2 separate regions of the Anser cygnoides genome follow, and region 1 is linked to region 2. Evidence: chromatin contacts called from public Hi-C data. All regions are on one chromosome and are shown on one strand. Each heading gives the region's core, a stretch centred on a gene start, on an enhancer-like site or on the middle of the called end of the contact. The rest is flanking DNA. Distances are from core to core; before and after follow the strand shown. Region 1 overlaps ANKRD46 (ankyrin repeat domain 46). Region 2 holds the start of RNF19A (ring finger protein 19A, RBR E3 ubiquitin protein ligase).

Region 1 (7,082 bases), core at 3,871-6,370, 64 kb after region 2:
CAAAGTGTTTCCCAAGTAACCAATTAACAAAGACTAATATTGAAATGGAAGAAAAGAAAGCAGAACAAAGGAAAAGGATTCTAACATAAGAATTCTCAGATCATTTAAAACTTATTTTAATCACCAATAGAAATACGAATCAAGTGACAATTTAGCAAATAACTGGCTTCAGAAACAGGAACGATGTCCGAAACAACTGGCCTCAGAAATTACCTTGTGTGTCAACTGAGGAAGAAATCAGTTCTGTTAAAAGTCAGCTTTGGGTATCATGAGGCAATTGCATCTAAGCAGATCCAATCACAGCCTTTAAGATGCTTGTTTGGACTTTACTTCAAGGTTAATGTTAAAATGTATGTTAATTTTAAATATCTGCTAGACCTGGAAATTCTGTAGATTACACAGTATTACACAATGATGTTACTGAATTTCTGACCAAATTACTTCATTTGCATTTCTCTGACAAATATTTTGGTTAGAAAAAGAGCTACCGAGCTAACTAGCCCCTCTACAATACACTGGTGAGTTGATCATTTCTCCTTACTCAAGAAATGAAAAACGGGCTGAGAGATTAGTTGACCAACACAAAACTCAAACTCCAGATCAGCTCAGATCAGCTGCAGACCCAGGAACTTCTTAGGTCTTCTGCTTCAATACTTCAAAATGAAACCACGTTCCTCCTCTCATATGAGCTTTTCGTGACGATACACCTCATAGTGCCAGAGCATGTCTAGTATGAAATACTGCAGCGTAGTCATACTGCCTCCCTTCTGCACTCGTTTACTTTATCTTGCTCTCCAAGTTGTCTTACGACACTGTAAAAAAAAAATTACTTAATCACTCCATGATTGTTTTCTCTCTCACTTCCTTCTTCTGTTTTAGTGTGAGAACACCTTGAGTGAAGAAACTGTCTTGGATCTGTAAAGTGCCCACCAAAATGGAGTTCCTTGATCAAGGTATCTAGATATAATAATTAATAATAAAGGAAATCTTACTGACCTGCAGACAATCTAAACTGATTCATGTCATTATGCAGAAACTGTGAAACTCCCTATGACGACTTTGAGAGGAAGTAAGTTAAGGTCCTCTTTCTGTTCCTGTGAGAAAGACAGATTGTATTCCTTGAAAACTAGTGTACAGGAGGCAAATTCATTCTTTAGAATCAACCTTTGAAAAGGAAGTTGTTAATGTTATAGACATATTAAAAGGTATGTCTGTCCTTTTTTCCATAACAGAGGTATATTCTTTTTTGTCAGATGTTTATCACATCGGTATTTCAGAAAGTAGCAGTCATTACAATCAAGATTGCTTTTCTTGGTTTTATTTTGCACCCTCCCTCATAGGTAGTCTTAAATCTCAAGGGGCCTTTAGATGATACGTTCAATACCTGAAATCTGAGATAAGAGAGAGAGAGAGAGCGGTGCGAAAACAACATTGAAAATAAAGCAGGCAAATCTAAATAAACTGTGCTCTAAAACCTCATTTAAGTCAATAGTGTGCTTCCATTTCTCTGGGGCAGACCTTCCCTCCTTTTGAAATGCTTACTATCAATGCAAACCATCAAAAAATCCTCAGTAAAATAGGATTACAACGTAATGTAATGATAAACCCAAACATATTTACTACATATATTTATTTCCGGCATTCACCCATACTGAGAACACAATTACAAATTATGCAGAGAATACATATTGAAAGACAGCAATTATTCAGGATACAGAGTATCATAAACAGAAATGTACTTATCCAGAAAAGTAAATGTATTTTAGGCATGAGTTTATATTTCTCTGTTCACAGGCATATGTACAGTAATTGAAATATTCAGAAGAAGAGTATGCTCTGTTTTGTTGTTGTTTATTTTAAAAGGCTTTCCAGCTGCTAGGGAAGTATTTTTCATTAACGTCTAGCTTAAAAAATGAGATGCAGAATTATTCAGATGCAATTTAGAATGGGACCCACGTTAGTGAAGCCCCTGTCACACACCAACACAAAGACAACAATCCTCTTCACTCAAACCCATACACAAGAAAGAAAAATGCACATGGTAGCAGAACAGAGAGATATAATTAATTCTAGCAAAACTTGTTGCAATTTATAATTTTGTAAATGTTCGATACTATTTAGCAACAATTTTGGAGTTGTTAGGTAAAAAAAAAAATCATTAGTTTTGCAGAATTCAAATTTTGGAGGATTTTCAAAGCAATGGCAACTAAGGGAGTTAGATATCTGATCAGCCTGGAAGGAGAGAATCCGCTTTATTTGAAAAACCTACAACTACTGTGTATTATCATCCATCCTAGCCTTCATAAAAGAGTGTTTAACTGATACATGTCCCTAAGTTAAATAAAGGATTTCACAGCTTAAGTACAGAATGGGATAGGATCTCATTTCATACAATATTCCTAAATATTAACGTTTTAAATATTTTTATTCTGCATACTCAGAAAATACTTTGTAAACGTTTAAGTGATGTCTAAAAACAATTGAAATAGAAAGGAATTCTAGAAAGGAATTCTAGTCAATCAAGTCCTTTCCACAAATGTGAAAAGGATAGAATCGCATGGTTCAGTGTGGTCCTTGTGGAGGAAAAAGAGTTATCCTTCATGACATATTTCACAAAGACAATGGTCTTACAGAATTGGTATATACAGAGCAGAACACCTACATCACTTTTTATCCACCCTTACAAATAAAGGTTTGCTTAGTAATATTCCAGCAAAAAGGCAAAATTTTCACCCTAGAGGCTGAAACAATTTTACTTCCAAAGCACTACAACCAGCTTTGTTCTACAAAAATTACTCCAGACAGATATTAACAACATCAATTTAATCTGGGGAAGAAACACTACGCTAACCTAATAAATAAAGGAGTGATCTATACATTAAAGATGTAATAAGATTTGAACTATTTCTCATTCTTTTTATAAACGAGCAGATATGAAACTAGGGGGAGGCACTAAAACAACTACAAACATAGAGCTTATTACTGTCTATATATCAGAATGCATTGTTATTTTATTCCGATTTCTAGGGAACCTTTAAGAGAGTATTTTTTTTTCAACTGAAGCACACGAAATTATGCAAGAAGAGATTTACCTCTCTTCATATGGATTACAAATCAAACTTGGTTCTGTGCTAGGTTACATTTTTCATGCTCAAGAATTTAATGTGCCTTATGAAAGACCCTTTTCTAATCATAGTATTTTATCAACAGAGAGGATTACCTTTACATCTTGCTTGCAAGTTGAGATAAGTCAGAGGTAGGTTAGGAATGCTTTAGAATTTAGTGTTTTACTTGAAATGAATTAATTCCTCTTTCAACGGGGTTAATGCTAAGTATAAAAGGAAAACAGTATGCACAGCTGCCACTGCCTGCACCAAGAGAAAAATTCCAAGATGTTCAAAATAAGACGACAACAGGGAAAAGAGCAGCGCGCTTCTTTTCATTTGCTTCAGTGCACCAGTTCAGGCTGATTTTCTACAAAAGGAAGCACCCCACTAACGTAGTATGCTATTCCAAGAGACAGCAGAGCAATGACAATGATCAGGAGCAGCACTCTCCAGAAGCCCAGGTCTTCCACAAACTCTTGCCATGTCGTGCGGAAACTGGAAAGAACTCCTTCCCCTTGCTGTAGGTTTGGATTAAGGAGGGAATGGCTTTCCATTGCACTACAAAGGATTAAAGTTAAAAATACATCAGAGCAAAAGAATTCACCTTTAAGTATGACAGTAATCCTACTCAGAGCAACTGAAACACTCTAAATTAAAAACTAAACCCACCTGCAGATTTACAGCATTGCCTCGGCTAAATCAAGACAAAGCAGATCAGGAAAAGACTCCTATCTCTAAACTAAGTTAATTGAGAGGATGTTTTATTAACTGGTGTAAGGAGAGAGGTACTTGTATCTGTACGACTGCTCTGAGCTCACAGGCTTGCCACCTAGGAGCCTTCAGAAGTCAGCCAGCATAACACCTGCTCAGCATGGCTTTGTAAAATTTAATGGAGCATAAGACAAAACCTCAAGGGGCAGAGCTCTCGTTAATAAAAACAAATTACAATTTAAAAGTAAACTCTGCTGAACAAAATGGAAACTACGACTGGTATAATTTAGATTCTGAACTACGTGAAGATCTTTATTACTCTCCTGCATTTCTCTGTTAGAGGCCTCTTCTCTAGCTTAAAAATAAAGAAAACAATCCATTTACATAAAAAATCAGAAACTTTCTGATTGTTGAGCTAAATTACTGTTGCTGTAGTTTCTTTGCCACATGGCACTCAGCAGCTGCTCTGCTGCCTTAACATTCCACTCTCAATCCTTCAGGCCCCTTAAATCGTCACACTATAAATTAGGGACTGAAACTCTCACTTTCAAGTGAGAAAAATCAGAATGATAGATTGACCATGAATCATCATTAGAAAAAAATCCAAGCTGCCTCAAATACCACTTGGCTCCTTCTATCCTCCTCTCCATTCTGCTGGTTTCACGACCGGTTTATAATAGGAAACTATTTCTCTGTTGGTGTATGAGAAACCTCAGTAAGAATAGGAAAATGTTCTCATCACTTGATTTCAGTTATGTAGATTTTAAGCCATCTGCACAGCCCTACTACTTCTCGCTTGAGCGAGACTGCACACACAAGTGTTTACAGGATCATGCTCTGACAAGCACAGAAAGGAAATGGTGAAACTGCCTGCGTACCCGCTGATGTCAAAGCAGAAGGTAAGCAGAAAAGAAAAACATTTTTTCCCCCCTTTTAATTGCTTTCTGTTACCATATTCCTAGCCATCTCCTACAGCAATATTAAAAGAAAACATTACAGGGAGAACCAATTTGCAAAACAAAACTAATTGCATAAATGCTATTGGTTTTGGTGACCATAATTGACAAATGAGTGTTAGAAAAAGGTCTCAGTTATGAATCTCTCTTCTAAGCTTACACTGCAGAAAAATTTCATGCTATGTCTTTTTTCTTCTTAGGAAGTACAGCCATAGATGAATAATTAGCCTGAACTCCCATAGCTTAGTGAAGTATTGCAGCATCATGGGCAGAAAATTTCAGAAATTGCCTATTAAACAGCTTGCCTTTTTTGCTTTTAAAATATTTACTTTGCTCTAAAGCTATTTTAGCTTGTCCATAGCTGCAGGATTTAGTCATCTTCCTTGCACATTATGATTTCCCAAGCAAAACAAAGGGTTTAACAGAAGACAGCCACTGGTGAAAACAGCACTACTCACTCATGAAGTACTAACTAGTTAATACGTAACCACAGAAAGGTTAAATAAAGGTGCAATGTGATTTAAGTGAAAAGGTCACACGCTTGCTCATTAAATAGAAAAGGGTACAGAGAAAACACTTCGGTATTTTATATAGCAACCCAATTAAAAGAAATGGTATTCAAGACATTTTTCCTTATGACGAATTACATCTCCTTTAGAAACGGTAACGCAGCAATGCATCCTACAGAAGAATTTGTGCCACGCAGTGCAGGTGGATGTTCCTGTTCCCAACGTAACATGGAAGTTCACCTTTGGCTGCACCTGTGGGCACAGCCACGGGCACGCTGGGCTGTGCAGAGGGCCAGGTCACCTGTGCTGGGCCACAGGGGGAGAGCTCTGCCTCCTGGCAGAGAAAACAAATTTCAGTTGGAACCTACTTTGGGCCTCTGCTTCCAGATCTGCAGCAACCGTATGAGATAAGAAGCAGACACCTTAAATCAGACACTGTTCTTCCAAAGTGAAGCTCATGGTTTTGAGAAAGAGTAACTGTTATTTTCCATGGGTTCATATATAATGCAAAGCATGGGGAGGGAGGACAAAAGTCATTCATCTTAACAAAATTTAGCTAAAACGTGGAAAAAAAAATACAAAGAGGGAGGAGTGAAACTGTGGAGGTCTGAAAAGGCAACTGCTACAAAGGCATTATTTATTTACAGAGCAAACAGCACACAAGCTCACTTGCTTTTGCTGCTGTAGGCATCTGTTATTTGTTATTCTAAATATAATATATTTCAGACATTTTAAACATGTTCACAAACAAGCTGGGTAGTGCACTGTTTATATGTCTGTGCCTCTCCCCAAGGAGAATTGCTGACTTCCTTGCCAAGCTAAACAATGTAACATTTATGAAGGTCAAATAACAGAAAGGAAGCTACGTTCATTAAAGGGACACCATCAAATCAAAAAGTGTAATTTTAATGTGGCTGAGCCTTGGTCCATGAGTATTTGTGTGGCAGTCCGTGTGACAAACGGCTCTCGGTAACATTTAGGAAGTTAGGAAGAATCTGCAGAACATCCAATACTTTGCACCAACGTCATTTTGACAATATTAAATTTTGTGTTTCAGGGCTTAAAGCAGTCTCTCTGACGAGTGGGAAAGAACTTCCACTCTGCTCTCAGGGAGTATTCTGCATGACTTCTGTAATTTTGTTGGTTTCAACTTTTCTGTTTGCTCCACTCAGAAAACAACTCCATCCAGATAGCTTTATTTTCCCCTACAGTGAAGGCTACGCACGTTTTGACGCAAATGGAACAAAACTGACGATACAGAACTCCCTGTCTTTTCTGATATAAAATCCCAGCAGTTGTAATTCATCACCATTACTAGACAATATTAAAAATCATAAATTTAAATAAATTCAGTACGAGAGCAAGTATTCAAAGCAATGTTGCTGTCCTGTTTCAAATATATGAAAAAAAAGCAGTACTGGAAAGTACTGCTGCATGTTTAATCTCAGTCCCATGTTCTGTCATACTCACTGGCAATTCAAGGGTTTCTGTGAGAGAATCAGTCTCCTCTGAAACTTGCAAGGCACTCTCTCTCGTCCAAATCACAGGAAGGTTTGGGTTGGAAGGGACCTTAAGGATCATTTAATTCCAACCCCCAGCCATGGGCAGGGACACCTCCCACCAGACCAGGTTGCCCAAAGCCCCATCCAGCCTGGCCTTGAGCACCTCCAGGGGCAGCCACAGCTTCTCTGAGCAGCCTGTGCCAGGGCCTCACCACCCTCTCAGCAAGGAATTCCTCCAACATCTAATCTAAATCTCCCCTCTTTTAGTTTAAAACCCTTCCCCCTTGTCCTATCACT
Region 2 (7,674 bases), core at 5,094-7,593:
TATGTTGCATCAACCACCTTCTGTCAGCATCTTCACTTAATACACAACCCCCTTACAGATTTTCACTTAATACTTCAATAAAACATTTATTGTCAAGGTACAATTAAATCTCAAGATGAGAAAAAGCTGCAGCATGGAATCTGGACTGAGCATATGGCGCCAATTTCCAGGTCACGAGAAGCCCAAAGCAATGGCAGAAAAGCAGTCATTAACTATCTAATCTAGACAAGAATAGAAGTTTTTTACTTCATAAAAATAAAGGTATAAATATTACTTCATGAGACTGATCTCTGAACGATGATACTGCAGATCTGCCAGAATATCCCTCCCCTTGACCAGTTTCACTGAAATATACAGTAAGTTTTGCGCACCAAGCGCTTCCAGCAAAGGAAATGGTGATGATATGCCCAAATGTGTCATCTGTCCAAGTCTTGTCCTCTGGAACGCAGCCACTATGGTGCCAAGACTCCTACTTGCCTAAGAGCAGACAGCTAACAAAGTGAATTTATATAGATGAATACATTTATATATGCATATACATGCATGTATAAATACGTATAAAATAAAAATGAGGTGCAGCAGCACTAATGCTGTGATGCCATCATACCAAAAATGCTAGCCAGGTAGCACCTGAAAAACCCCACGGCTCAGGCAGGATCTTCAGTGTTACCCCAGCCTCCACCGTTCAGCAGATCGCCCTGAGGGGCAGGACTGCATCACGATCCCTACAAATCCTTTCTTGAAAACATACGAGGTAAATCTGTCTCAGCAGAAGCATCTCTCTCAACAGTATAACTGGAACTCCTACAGATTAAGCATGTTCAGATAAAAATAGAACTTGATTAACTTGATGTGGCTTGCACAGTTTGATTTTCTGTGAAAAACCTGAACGTTAAGCGACAAACTTAAAATTGATATTTTTGTTTACTGAGAATATGCAGCATCGATGAATCTCAATGAGAACAAAGCAACGTAATTCGTATGGCAGACTGTGTGTCCAGAGCTATTCCTCTTGCTGAAGCAGCTCTTTATTCAATAAATGGAAAAACTGAAGGGGACAGCCAGGGGCTCCAATTTAGAATAAGAGCTCTAATCTGCCTTATGGGAGCAGCTAAAGGACCTATGGAAAAATGTTTGTTTAACAGTAATTTATCTCAACTATAAATGGAAACAGAACTGACATAGTTCCACAACGACAGTTTGTGCTGAACAATAACAGGATACTTGCATTAGCAGAGTGGTGCTTCACTTAGGAAGCAAAAACAAAAAAACACCACACCAAAAACAAGTGACTATACCAAATTAAATTAGTACAAACGTTTATTTCAGCAAGATACCTCCCAAATGTCTTCACAGAATCACAGAATGGTTTGGGTTGGAAGGGACCTTAAAGATCATCTAATTCCAACCCCCTGCCATGGGCAGGGACACCTCCCACCACACCAGGTTGCCCAAAGCCCCATCCAGCCTGGCCTTGAGCACCTCCAGGGATGGGGCATCCACAGCTTCTCTGGGCAGCCTGTGCCAGGGCCTCACCGCCCTGAGTAAAGATTTTCTTCTGAACACGTAATTTAAATCTACCCTCTCTTAGTTTAAAGCCATCCCCCCCTGCCCTATCACTACACCCCCTGACAGAGTCCCTCCCCAGCTTTCCTGTAGCCCCCTTTAGGCACTGGAAGGCCGCTGTAAGGTCTGCCCGGGGCCTTCTCTTCTCCAGGCTGAACAATCCCAACTCTCTCAGCCTGTCTGCATAGGAGAAGGGCTCCAGTGGTGCTCCACCACCTTGCTGAAGACATCATTAGAGGATATGCTGACCTCTAAAGAAAGGAAGTTTTAATGCCTGAGGAAACACCTGTGTATATATAACTTTTTTTTTTTTAAGCTCATTTCATTAGATCTCTTTGCTTGGTTGCTTTAGGTTAAAGCAACTCTTAGTCAGCTTTCCAGTCTGGTATGATTTATCTAGAAATGCAGGAAACCTGCTAGAAACTCGTCTTTCGGAAAAAAAAAAATCTTCTATAGCTATGCTCACCTTGTAAAAGGCAATTGCGGTTGCAGTGCTTAGACTACCTGTTCAGCGAGATGCTAAGAGTCATCCAGCAGATGGCTGACTTCAATCCACAGGTTAAGAGTGGAAAAGCCTACCGTAATTCTTCCACTGCAGAAGAGTAATGTAAACACGCCTACTTTTTTTTCATTCTGTGGATAAAGCTCAAGGTAGGGTTAAATCTTCTCATAGACCTTCCACAAAAGTCAAGCAGAACAGAGTCAACGCCTTCCTCGCCTGTCTTAATGAGGAAAGAGAGTGATACCACAAATGACATCTTACTGCTCAGCTGCGGGGCTTTTTTCTTCTCTCAACTCTGTCTTTCAAGAGCTCAAACTAGTATAAGTCATACATACAATAAAAAACTTGTCATTAAGGCCTGTAATATTCTAGTCCCACATAACATTTACAGTTCTTTTTGGATATCATTGCCGTGTTCTGGACCCTTGAATCAGTACACTTGAGCCCACCGCACCAAGAGAAGGGAGCCACACATGTCAGGGAAGGATCAGCAATCAAAACCAAGGTGAAACACGGTTCTGCAGTGGTTGAAAACTGCCAGAAACACACGTGAAACAACCAGAGATCACTGAAGAAAGAAGACTAAGCCTTCTTACCACTCAGATGATGAAAGTCTCTTTCACTGATCTTATCAACTAAAGAAAATATCCTTACAAGGAAGCCTGGCATAACAAGGTGAGCATCAATTTTTCAGAAGTTTGGAATAAATCTGTCAATCGATAAATATCAGCAGTAGACCAGAGACCAAATAAGTTAGAAAACACTGAAAATAAATAAGAGTGACTGAAGGAATCTTCTGAAATAACCTTTTAATGAAAACTTAAGAGGAAAATACTGAAATTCTGCTCTGAACAGAAAGAAAACACATGGAAGTCTGGTTGGGGCTGGATTCCTTAGTTCAAGCTAAAGTCATTTATTTGGAGTTTTCTTTCTTTTTGAGTTAAAGTAGAGCACAGAATATCTGAAATCTAACCTAAAAAAAGTTTCAGTTTTCCTTAAAGATTACTTCACCAAAGATTTGAAAGATAAGCTACTAGAAATTAACTGGCATTAGGTTAGATCATGGATAAAACTTCCACTTCAAAGAATCAAAAATAAAAGGAAGTCCCCTCTTTAGAAATCTCAGGAACATTTAAAAAAAAAACAAAAAACAATTTCCTAGGAACTGACAGCCTCCTTCATATTCTTCATACGGGAAAAAGGAAAAAAAAAAGTACATTGCTAAAATCAAAGGCCAACACTGTTAAAAACAACCATTTCTCTAAAGCTCAATGTAACATTTTACCTTCTTGGTAGAAGTCTACCTCCAGGTGCAATTCAGATGCATCTAGCAACTTTAGATCCAACACCATTCTCACCGTATCTTGAAGCCGTGTTACGTGCACCAATTCATTCAGCTACACATCTTCCATCAGTTAATACAGAAGTGACAACGGAAACTTAGGTCTAAGACAAACGCAAAGAGAAAAGAAAAAGTGACATTAACTTCCTTGTGGATAAGCCAGTGTTAAAATGACTATTTTTATTAGTCCTTCATAGAACATTTGCTGACCCTACGAATCCGACTGACTCACAACTCAGCTACATGCCAGAAATCACACTAAGAAATGGAAAACCTAAAACACGTATCCATCAGTTTGTTCCAGTCAGGTATTAAAACTTCTCCTACTAAGCTGGTATGCAGCGTTTAGGTACAATTCAGAAAACAAATCACAAAGCTAATTACGGATGTCTGACCATGGGCCAGAGTAAACTGACCCCATAATAGAGACCACAAGCTTGGCTAAAAGCCATCAGACTGTGGCACAGAACAGCGTAGCTGCAGTTCAGAGTTCAAAGACCTTTCTTAACACTTCCAAACCAGGATTCAGAAGTCCTTTGAAAAGATTCAGGCATCCAACCGTAAAGGAAGAAAAGCTATCCTTGTGAAGAACCTTTTTAATAAGACTACGTGAAGATCAAAAAAGCCCACGTAAACAGGGAAAAAATAAAAAAGGAAAGGTTAGGAAGAATTACCTACCCACCTGACAAATTCAAAGTCTAAAGTTTTTGCCATGTTAAATAGTAAGACACTGTTAATGAATAATTTTAAAAAGTTTGCCCATTTTCCATCAGAAGGCTCTACCCAACCGACAAAAGAATTCAAGGACTTGTGCTCTTTCACAAGTTGAAAGTATTCACACCAAACGAGTTGTCCTAATGCATATCTTAACGCTAACTAGGAATCCCATGGCTAAGGGAGCTTTAATGATTCATTTACTAAGGCAGAGACAAGGATTTGTACACACACTATGAAGGTAAACAAATACATCTATCAAGTGCCTTCCTTCCTCCTGAGCCTCAATAAGCGTAATTAAATACAATCTGATGACTGCTCTATAAGAAAAGCATCGTTTGTCTGGTGGATTTAAGGGGAAGTGGATGGAAGAAAACCGCATATACGCATTTCAATTCCCCCTCGTAGAAATTATGATCTGATGTCCTCAAACTGAAAACTAGCTGACGAGGTAAAGACAAGAGTCAGAATTCAGCATTTTACAGATGCTGAATTTTATAAAGCACCGCTAGAACTCTGGCACGGTTCAAGAAACACGCATATAGAAGAGAGGTTTCCTGTAAACCTTTCAGTGAGCTGACTTGAAGAGCAGCATTATTGCCATTATGCAAAAAACTTTCATTTTCATTTTCTGGTCCAAATGTGTCTAGCTCACGTGCAATTAAAACAAAGCGGTTTCGCAGCTTTCTGAAAGTTTCAAGTGCAAGCATATAAATGTTTACAAGTGAAATAATGGTAAAACTTCAGAAAGCAGTAAGTGCTGTTGCACAACCATCATTTCTACGTATGCAAGCGAGTTCCGTGAAGTGGGCAGCTCAGCGTCTGTACCGCGGTGCGCTCTGAACGTTGAACCGAAAGCCTTCTTTTCCACTGAGCAACAACAACGCCACAGCATCTCATCAGATAGGGAAATACAGCCCTTTATCTGACAAAAAATGAAACTTTTTTTCTAAAAAAAATTGGAAGAAAAACAGCTTTGAAGTAAAAATTATGAAAGTATTTTTTTTAAAATGAGTTTATGAGGAGGCTCCTCTGCAGAAGTAAATCCTGCAAGCTCCATTTCCCAACCTGCCCTTTGCCTTTCAAAAAAAAAAAAAAAAAAAATACTGCTGTCCTCGATGACAACCGAGATAAAGCCCTAATCGCTTCCAACGCCAGCTCCGGTATTTTACCAGAACCAGGATTTGCTGTGCTCCTCGCAGGGAAACCCAGGCACGTTTCCAGCCGGCGACCCCGGGGGCAGGGAGGCTCGGGCGGCCCATTCCTCTGCTCAGGGGCTGCCCTCTCCCCACTGCCCCTTGGCCTCCCCCCCCCCGAGCTTTCCTGGTCACCAGGGGGCACCAGGAGCCCCCCCACACCCTCCTGCTGCCCTTCCCATGGGTCGTTCCCCGTTTTTCCCCATTTTTCCCCGTTTTTCCCCCATCCTCCCCCGGCGCGCCCGCAGCACGCCGTGCTGCCAGGTGCAACCCCCCATTGCTGCAGGGGGACGGGGGCAAGGAAACCCGGCCCGGTGCCACCTCCTGTCCCCCCCCCCCGCACCTCCGAGGAGGGGAACCAGTGTCCCAACACCCCCGGGCACCGCCACCTCTCCTCGGCAGGGCCGCAGAAGCGCCGGGGAAGGGCCGGCTGGGCTTTGCCCTGCAAGTTCCAGCGCAGGAGTTCCCCGGGGGGGCTCCCCCCTTGCACCGCCACCACCCCCCAGGAGGAACCCACCCGGCGGCTCCCCTCGGGCTGGGGGGCGGCACGGGCCGGACCCCCCCCCCCATCTTCCTCCTCCTCCTCCTCGGGGCGGGACAGGCCCCTCGCCCCGCCCGGGGGGGAGACAATGGGCGCGATGACTTCACCCTCCAGCAATGCGAGGGGCAGCGGCCCCCCCCTTCCATCCCTCCCCGGACCCCCCCCCGGGCCCCTCACCCCCGCCCAGAGGCGGCTCCGCTCCACCTCCCCCCCCCCAACCCCTTCGCCCCCCTCCGCCACGCTCAGGGCGGCGGCTGCCAGCCCCCGGCGGGGGACCGGGGGCGGAGTGGGGGGGGGGGGGGGCGCCTCCCCGCCGCCGAGTACCTGCGGGGCGGCGGCAGAGGAAGCCGGCCCGGCGCAGGAAGCGTCTCCCCGTGTCCGTGTCTCTGTGTGTGAGGGAGAGAGAGGGAGAACGGGGCGGCGCTGCCGGGGCCGGCCCTGCCCGCCGAGGGGAGGCGGCGCCGGGGCCGTCGGTTTCCGCGACGCGCTGAGCTCACGCGTATGGCGGCGGCGGCGGCGCCGCCTCGGGGCGGGTCCCGGTCGCCACAGTCGCCGCCCGCCGCCCCCGGCTCGGTGGGGTGCGGGGGGTGCCCGCCCACCGGGCCTTCCCGCCGTCCTTTATTTAATAAATAATTATTTAACACTGCGTGGGCTTGGTACTCGGTAACGGGTAAAGGTGGCCGGGGGACAGCGAGCTGCTGAGGCGTTTCGGTGGGGTCGGGCGGCTGAGGGCTGATGCGGTTGTGGAAATGAGCAAGCAGAGCTTTCATGGCATGGTATGGCACTGAATCATGGAATCATTAGGATTGGAAAAGACCTTCAAGATCACCTGGTCCAACAACCATCATGCTACCACCAATGTCACCCACTAAACCATGTCCCTAAGCACCACGTCCAACCTTGAACACCCCCAGGGACAGAGACTTTACCACCACCCTGGGCAACCTGTCCCAGTGCCTGACTGCTCTTTCTGAGAAGAAATGTCTAATTTCCAACCTAAACCTTCCCTGGCGCAACTTGAGGCCATTCCCTCTAGTCCTACCACTAGTTACCTGCGAGAAGAGGCCGACCCCCAGCTCCCCACACCCTCCTTTCAGGTACCTGCAGAGAGCACTAAGGTCTCCCCTGAGCCTCCTCTTCCCCAGACTGCACACCCCCAGCTCCCTCAGCCTCTCCTCACAGGACTTGTGTTCCAGGCCCTTCATCAGCTTTGTAGCCTTTCTCTGGACACGTTCCAGGGCCTCGATGTCCTTCTTGTAGTGAGGGCCCCCAAACTGAACACAGTACTCGACGTGTGGCCTCACCAGAGCTGAGTACAGGTGGAGGATCACCTCCCTGGTCCTGCTGGCTACGTTATTCCTGATACAAGCCAGGATGCCGTTGGCCTTCTTGGCCACCTGGGCACGCTGCCAGTTCACATTCAGGCGACTGGAAAGATAACCCTCCCCAAAATTTTGTCCAGGAGCCCCCCAGCTTTGATTGCGCAGCCCTGTTCTCCCTTTGCATAACTGCAGTCAGCCTCTGGCTTCTGGGTGCCAGGGTGAGAATAATCATAGATTATTATTATAAGGATGCTTGCTGTGCTGGGCTGCCCCTCTCTTGGGTTCCTTTCTCCTTTTGCTGCTGACCTCCCCCAACTTTTCTCACAGGACTCCCTATCTGCAATAATACCGTAGCTGTCTTTTTTGTTGACCTCCGTTTTGTTGACCTCCACTTCAGGGCCAACTCCAAATCACTCTCCTCTGGCGTGCTGCAAGAATTATTTGCATACGTAGTTATTACATTGGTCTTAAATCTTGTGCCTTTTGTTTTC

Evidence for each region. Hi-C and Micro-C count contacts between places; a contact is called where the count stands out from the background.
Region 1: a Hi-C map of liver shows a contact between it and region 2, with 2.0 times the contacts expected there. The contact joins the enhancer-like site here to the promoter of RNF19A in region 2. A contact is called at or near these places in 2 of 7 Hi-C or Micro-C datasets (both in liver).

Annotation. Positions count from the first base shown.
Region 1 is chr2:141,591,246-141,598,327 of Taihu_goose_T2T_genome, forward strand. It overlaps ANKRD46 (ankyrin repeat domain 46), which reads right to left. Exons shown (of 4, transcript XM_066990618.1): 4 at 1,614-3,665. The coding sequence ends at 3,449. Among named protein-coding and RNA genes, the nearest start is that of ANKRD46, 17 kb to the right of the region's middle. Within about 2 kb of position 5,121, at least 2 of the 3 cell types and tissues checked have open chromatin away from gene starts, as enhancers often do. A contact at or near this core is called in liver, where this site is marked.
Region 2 is chr2:141,526,405-141,534,078 of Taihu_goose_T2T_genome, forward strand. RNF19A (ring finger protein 19A, RBR E3 ubiquitin protein ligase) reads right to left here and starts at 6,344. Exons shown (of 11, transcript XM_066991234.1): 1 at 6,186-6,344; 2 at 3,427-3,514.